Regions from separate parts of the Rattus norvegicus genome. Here region 1 is linked to region 2. The links are chromatin contacts, called in public Hi-C maps. All regions are on one chromosome and are shown on one strand. Each heading gives the region's core, a stretch centred on a gene start, on an enhancer-like site or on the middle of the called end of the contact. The rest is flanking DNA. Distances are from core to core; before and after follow the strand shown.

What was found. A called contact is a pair of places that touch in the nucleus more often than the background predicts.
Region 1: a Hi-C map of Schwann cells shows a contact between it and region 2, with 5 times the contacts expected there. The contact joins two enhancer-like sites. A contact is called at or near these places in 4 of 12 Hi-C or Micro-C datasets (Schwann cells, kidney, mammary epithelial cells and 1 more).

Annotation. Positions count from the first base shown.
Region 1 is chr1:222,921,609-222,924,308 of GRCr8, forward strand. The region is part of intron 1 of Gnaq (G protein subunit alpha q); the gene reads left to right. Among named protein-coding and RNA genes, the nearest start is that of Gnaq, 71 kb to the left of the region's middle. Within about 2 kb of position 1,438, at least 8 of the 93 cell types and tissues checked have an H3K27ac peak or open chromatin away from gene starts, as enhancers often do. A contact at or near this core is called in Schwann cells, where this site is marked.
Region 2 is chr1:222,777,284-222,779,983 of GRCr8, forward strand. No RefSeq gene overlaps it. Among named protein-coding and RNA genes, the nearest start is that of Gnaq, 74 kb to the right of the region's middle. Within about 2 kb of position 1,413, at least 19 of the 93 cell types and tissues checked have an H3K27ac peak or open chromatin away from gene starts, as enhancers often do. A contact at or near this core is called in Schwann cells, where this site is marked.

The DNA.
Region 1 (2,700 bases), core at 188-2,687, 140 kb after region 2:
AGATCTTTTCATTCTTCTGTAAATATGGTTCTGGAAATTCACATGCTTCTCAGATTTTCTCCATGACAAGAGCTGACACAATGGTAAGTTTGTGGCGTCTCATTTCTGTGGACTTTGTTACACTTATACAGAATTGCTTCATTGGTCATTGCTGTGGTGTGAAGTGTCCTCCACGGTTCATCAAGTGTCTTCCTTGTTCTCCAGCTGGTGCGGCTGAACTTTTAGGAGGTAGAGCCTTGCTGGAGGAAGTGAGTTCTTGGGGCTGGCCTTAAAGTTCTGTAGCCTGGCACTCTTCCTGTCTGCTGTCTGCTTCCTGACTGCACAAGTAGTGTGACAAGTAGTGTGACCGACTGAACCTGTTTAAATTGCAAACCAAAATAAACAATTTCTCCCTGAATTTGCTTCTTGTCAAGTGTTTATTTCAGCAATGAGAAAAGTAACAGTCTTCTAATTTCTAATTAAGATTTCTCAATACAGTCTTCTAATTTCCAATTAAATTTTCTTTCTAAATTTTTAGTTAGCTTTACTGACTTTTATTTTATAATCACATAATAAGGTATTAACTAAAAGTAGACAAAGTGATCTCTTTTTCTTAGAGCTAAGGTGCAGCCTGGGATCTGTAGGTGGACATCACTACACTTCTAGCTTTTTTTATCCTTGCATTGAATGATCTTACTTGTTCTCATCCTCTAACCTAAATGAAGGAAGTGTTATGATTTTGTTTTGTGCGTTCTTCAAGTCTCTTGAATTCTAGGGTATCCATCAATAGGGTTCTCATATATGTGTGATTTTGGCACTGCGGCTGTGCTTTATAAATGTTCTGACATGGTTCAGAAGTTATGGGTTAAGGACGCTAAATTATATGGCCAGCCTGATCTTTTAAATAGAAGGGCATTCTAAATCGGAAGTAGAACAACCAGAGTTAATTTATTTGATTTGCTTAAAAAAATAAGTAGGGGCTTAAGCTTACAACATTATTTGTAATTCAATAACAGTGTCTCCAAGTACCCAGTACACAGCTAAAAGTGCTCCTTTTATGCAGTGTATTTGAAGACTTACAATCTTTGCAGGGCAGTCTAATTAATTTTAAATTAGGTTGAAATTAAATTTCTGTAATGATACCACTCAAGTGGTTTGTAGTTTGGGTTATGGGTTTATGGGGATAAATTGGGAGAGGAAGGAGGGTGAATTTTATTTAGTGTTTTGCATCACTTACGGATTATTCTGTCCAAAGTAGTAAGATTACATGAATTTACACTCAGCAGTAGTTTGGGATATCAGTTATTCCCTTCTAAAGTTTTAGTTAACTTTAGTAGCTTGAAAGTCACAATAATTGACTTTCAAGTAAGATGACTAAGCTGACTTGGGAGGTGTGAAGAAACATGTTTTGTTCTTTGTGATTCAGGGACATACTTTCTGCTCAAACCGAAGGCAGATGACTCATCCCTAGCCACTGCCCGCATTAACAGAATTTAGAAATTTACTTCTTGCCCAGTGGAAAGCAGTGGTCACTGCCATGAAAGACGCGTATGATATCTGTCAGTATTGGTGTTCCTCAGACCACCCCACAGTCCTTCCTGCAGCAGGAGCAAGCACACGGGACACACTCGATACAAGAGGACAGTAGGGAAGATGTGTGTGACCCAGGAGTCAAGATCTACCTCATCTGCTCCTGGCCAGGTCCCCACATTCTCCCCCTTTGTTCAGACAGACAGGGAGGCTTCTCAGTCCTATCCTAAAACTTGCACCAACAGGTGACATAGGTTGTTTTGGCCCCTGGCTGGATGTTCAGCTGCTTCTCTTCCACAGGCACAAGAGGTAGCTTTAGAGCTGTTGTACTTTCTGTGTCCACCGTTTCTGTGTCCTGTCGGTGAATGCACTTACCAGAGCGTCACCTTTCCCAGTAATCCAGGGTTCCCTTTGGCATCCCCTGGGCAGAGGGGGATTTTATTGTTTTCCCAAACTCCTGCCACGGAGCTGTAAGGTTCTCTTCACTCATCCTTGCTGTACCACTGAGCACAACCAATTTGTCCTTTAAGGGTTAAATCCTTATTTCTTGCCCATTTCACTCTACAGTTCACACCTACACATTCTGCCTGGATCACAACAGGAATTTTTTTGGGGGGAGGGGGAATGTTTCATTATTCTTGGACTTTCTTGGAAAATTGACCTGCCTATTCATGCCACCAATACCTCTTAGGATGTTAATTACATTCACTTTAATGTATTAAAGCAGAAAAGATGGTAAAGGAAAAGAAAGTTCACTCAGCAGCAAGCTTGTATAGCTAACTGGTCTGATATTTCTAGTAGTTAGGTTCTTTTTAGATAACTCACTAGAACCTTTATTACCCAGAAGAGAGTGTTCTTCTGGGTCCTAACCCAGGTTATAAAAACCTGTGAGTATGTTAGCATCAAGTTGTATACTTTAAGTGGATATGTTGTGTGGTATGTGTATTGTCTCAGTTTTGCTGCTCTTTTGTAAAAGTCTCTTTTTGTTATAATGCAATAAGACAGCAGTTTTCTAGTTACCTTAACCATGCACACACATGTATCTCGAGACAGTGTCTGTTTACTGATCACCCTTGCTTTCTTGGTACTCTAATGAGCAGTAGGTTATATGGACTTAGGCGATCCGTGAAAGCTTTCCTGTCTCCACAGTTACAGTACATTTTTGTGGGATAGCTAGGATATTTTATCAGT
Region 2 (2,700 bases), core at 163-2,662:
GGGCTACCATGATAGAAAAACAAATATGCTGATTATTCCGATTTACTTTTTAAGTGAATTACTGAAGCACCGAGAGCCAAGGATGTGGTCATGTCTTATTCAGCAAACATTTTTAAAATATTTAAGTCAGTGATCTATGTGTTGGGCACATCAGTAAACAAAAGGGACAGAGATATCTGCCTATTTGGGGTTAAAAATTCTAGTGGAACGAATACCCAGGGACATAACTACTAGATTAGACAATAGTTTGGAAAGCCATGACACGCCACAGACAGGGCACAGTGTGGTAAGGGGTTGGGGGTGGGGCAGTGCTACAGAGGGGCTGGGGGTGGGGGTGGAGCAAGTTGCCAATTTAAACAGAAATGACAGAGTAGACTCTGTGGACCAGGTCATGCTGGAGTAAGTGTTTGCAGCAGCTAAAGGGTTAGGTAAGTGGATGGGAAGGTGCTCCTACCAGGCTTGTATTAGGAATAGCACAGCTATGGCCAGAGCTAGATAGACAAAGAGGAATTCAAAAGGAGCCAGAGTCGGAGAAACATTGGGGAACCTTGCCTGTGCAGGGTCTTCTTGGCCATATGAAGGACTTTGACATTTATCAGAGTAAAACCGGAGGCTTGGAAGGACATTAAGTAGAGAAATTAAGAGCTGAGAAGCGTTCTACGAAAGCCATTCTGGTTTCTGAGAATTGTCTCTTGGAAAGACAGTTGGATAAAAAGACCAAGGGGGAGGCTGAAGCAAGGCTCCAGGCGAGGAGAGGGATATGTGATGGAGCAGGGCTATGAGTGAGAGGACCCAGTGAGAACACCACGCAGTTACTCAACTGCAGTGAGAGAGAATTTCCATCATCTGAGATGAGAGAAATCTCAAATGGAAGAGGTTTAAGGAAGAAAAGGAGAACTTTGTTTTTAGACACAATTGTGGCGTCTCTCAGGCGTCCAAGTAGACATGTCCAGAAGGCAGCTGCCTGTGTCTCAAGAAGCACGCTGGTCACAAGATAGAAATGTGGGGTTTGTTGGCATATGGATAAAAGAATTCATTAAGAAGTTGAGCGCACAAGGAAAAGAAACCCAAGCATTGCTCCCTGGGGGAAGATGAGAAGACCTGGGAGATGGGTACTGAGACAGACGGAAGAAGAAGAGACAGAGGGACCCAAGGCAAATGAAAAAGGGTGTGGGTATACTGGACGCCAAGGAAAACCAAGTTAAAAGGAGGTGGTCAAATGCCAGAATTGCAGAATAGTAACACCTGCATGATAGTCTAAATGAAAAAATTTGTGCGAATTCCTAATCACAATGTTTGGTTCTAGGAAGGGCTCAAAAATCACACTTGGTATTTTTATACCTGTTCCCGAGAAAAAGAAAACAAAACCTCACTATAAAGCTGCCCAGTTCCTACGATGACCTCCAGAGGGCACTCGAGGACTTTCTTCCCTGTCAGTTTTAGGCGTGAGGTAAAATGGATTCCCAGAGCAAACAGTTCTTCATCTGAAAGGCTCGAAGATCCAATGCAGTGGGTGTCAAATGTCTGTGTGGACAAGAATTGCTTGGTCCTGTTAAAATGCTGACCCGAGCCAGGGAGATGGCTCAGTGGGTGAAATCACTGGTTTGGCACCCCTTTTGATCTGTAATCTTAGTACATCTGTGTTGAGATTCGAGGAACATGGCTGGAACCTTACCGCCGCTCCTGGATGAGACAGTGGGGCAGAAACAAGAAAGATTATGCTGCATAGTGGTGATAGGTCTCAAAGAAGCCCAGGACAAGTATCACTCAGTACCTGTGGCGCCTTCCAGCAGTTCTCACCCAGTCTGCTACGCTAACCCTCTGGGGGAGGGGGAGGGGGAGGGGGACGGGGAGGGGTGCGCGTCTGCTTTACCTTCCCGAGCCTGATCGCTATATAACTCGGCCATTTTGGCTACTCTGGTCTCTTGGCTTGGGTGCCTCTCATAGTCGCATGTTCTTCTCTTGCTCCCGTTCCCCATCTCTCTTCAGTGTTCTAGTTTAGTCTGTCAGCCATGTATAGCCTGGACTCTTCCCTCTGCATGCTTTCTCCCCTATATCTACAATAAATCTTCTAGTTATGTCTTGTTAATCCCACGGGTGTTGGGGGGTTGGATAAGGCCACTACCACAACTTTAAAGCCATATTTGAAGCAAACTTTAGTTAAATACTGGTCAGGAAGATATCTATCCGGGTCCATTTCTGGGTTCCAAGAAAATGGCCACGAGTCACACTTTGCAGAAGCTAAAACCCCACCAGGCCACTATATTTCCCATCAAATCTAATCAGGGACAAGCATACATCCTGACATATTTCCTGTCCACATACCTTCTGCCCACTCATGATCAAACACGTCCAATGTAATAGGTCAAACAAACATAAGACAAACAGAAACTTACTCTTGTCTTGACTGCAAACAGAACTCTTAACCTGCAAGGTATGTTTTTCCTGTTTCAGTCTCCCAGTAACAGGCAGGGCGAGCCGCTCCTGCCTGCTCCTGTGTTTGGTTTCACACTCCTCCTTTTTTATTTCATTTTTCTTCCATTCAGGTGGAAGGCAGGAGTCAACACCTGAAAATTGTTCCCAAATGCAAACATGCTTGCATTCACATAAAACAGATAAAGACAAATACAAAGACCATCTTTAAACATAGGTTCACAAGAGGCCCAAACTGCTACTGTCTAGAATCTTGACTTTTTTTTC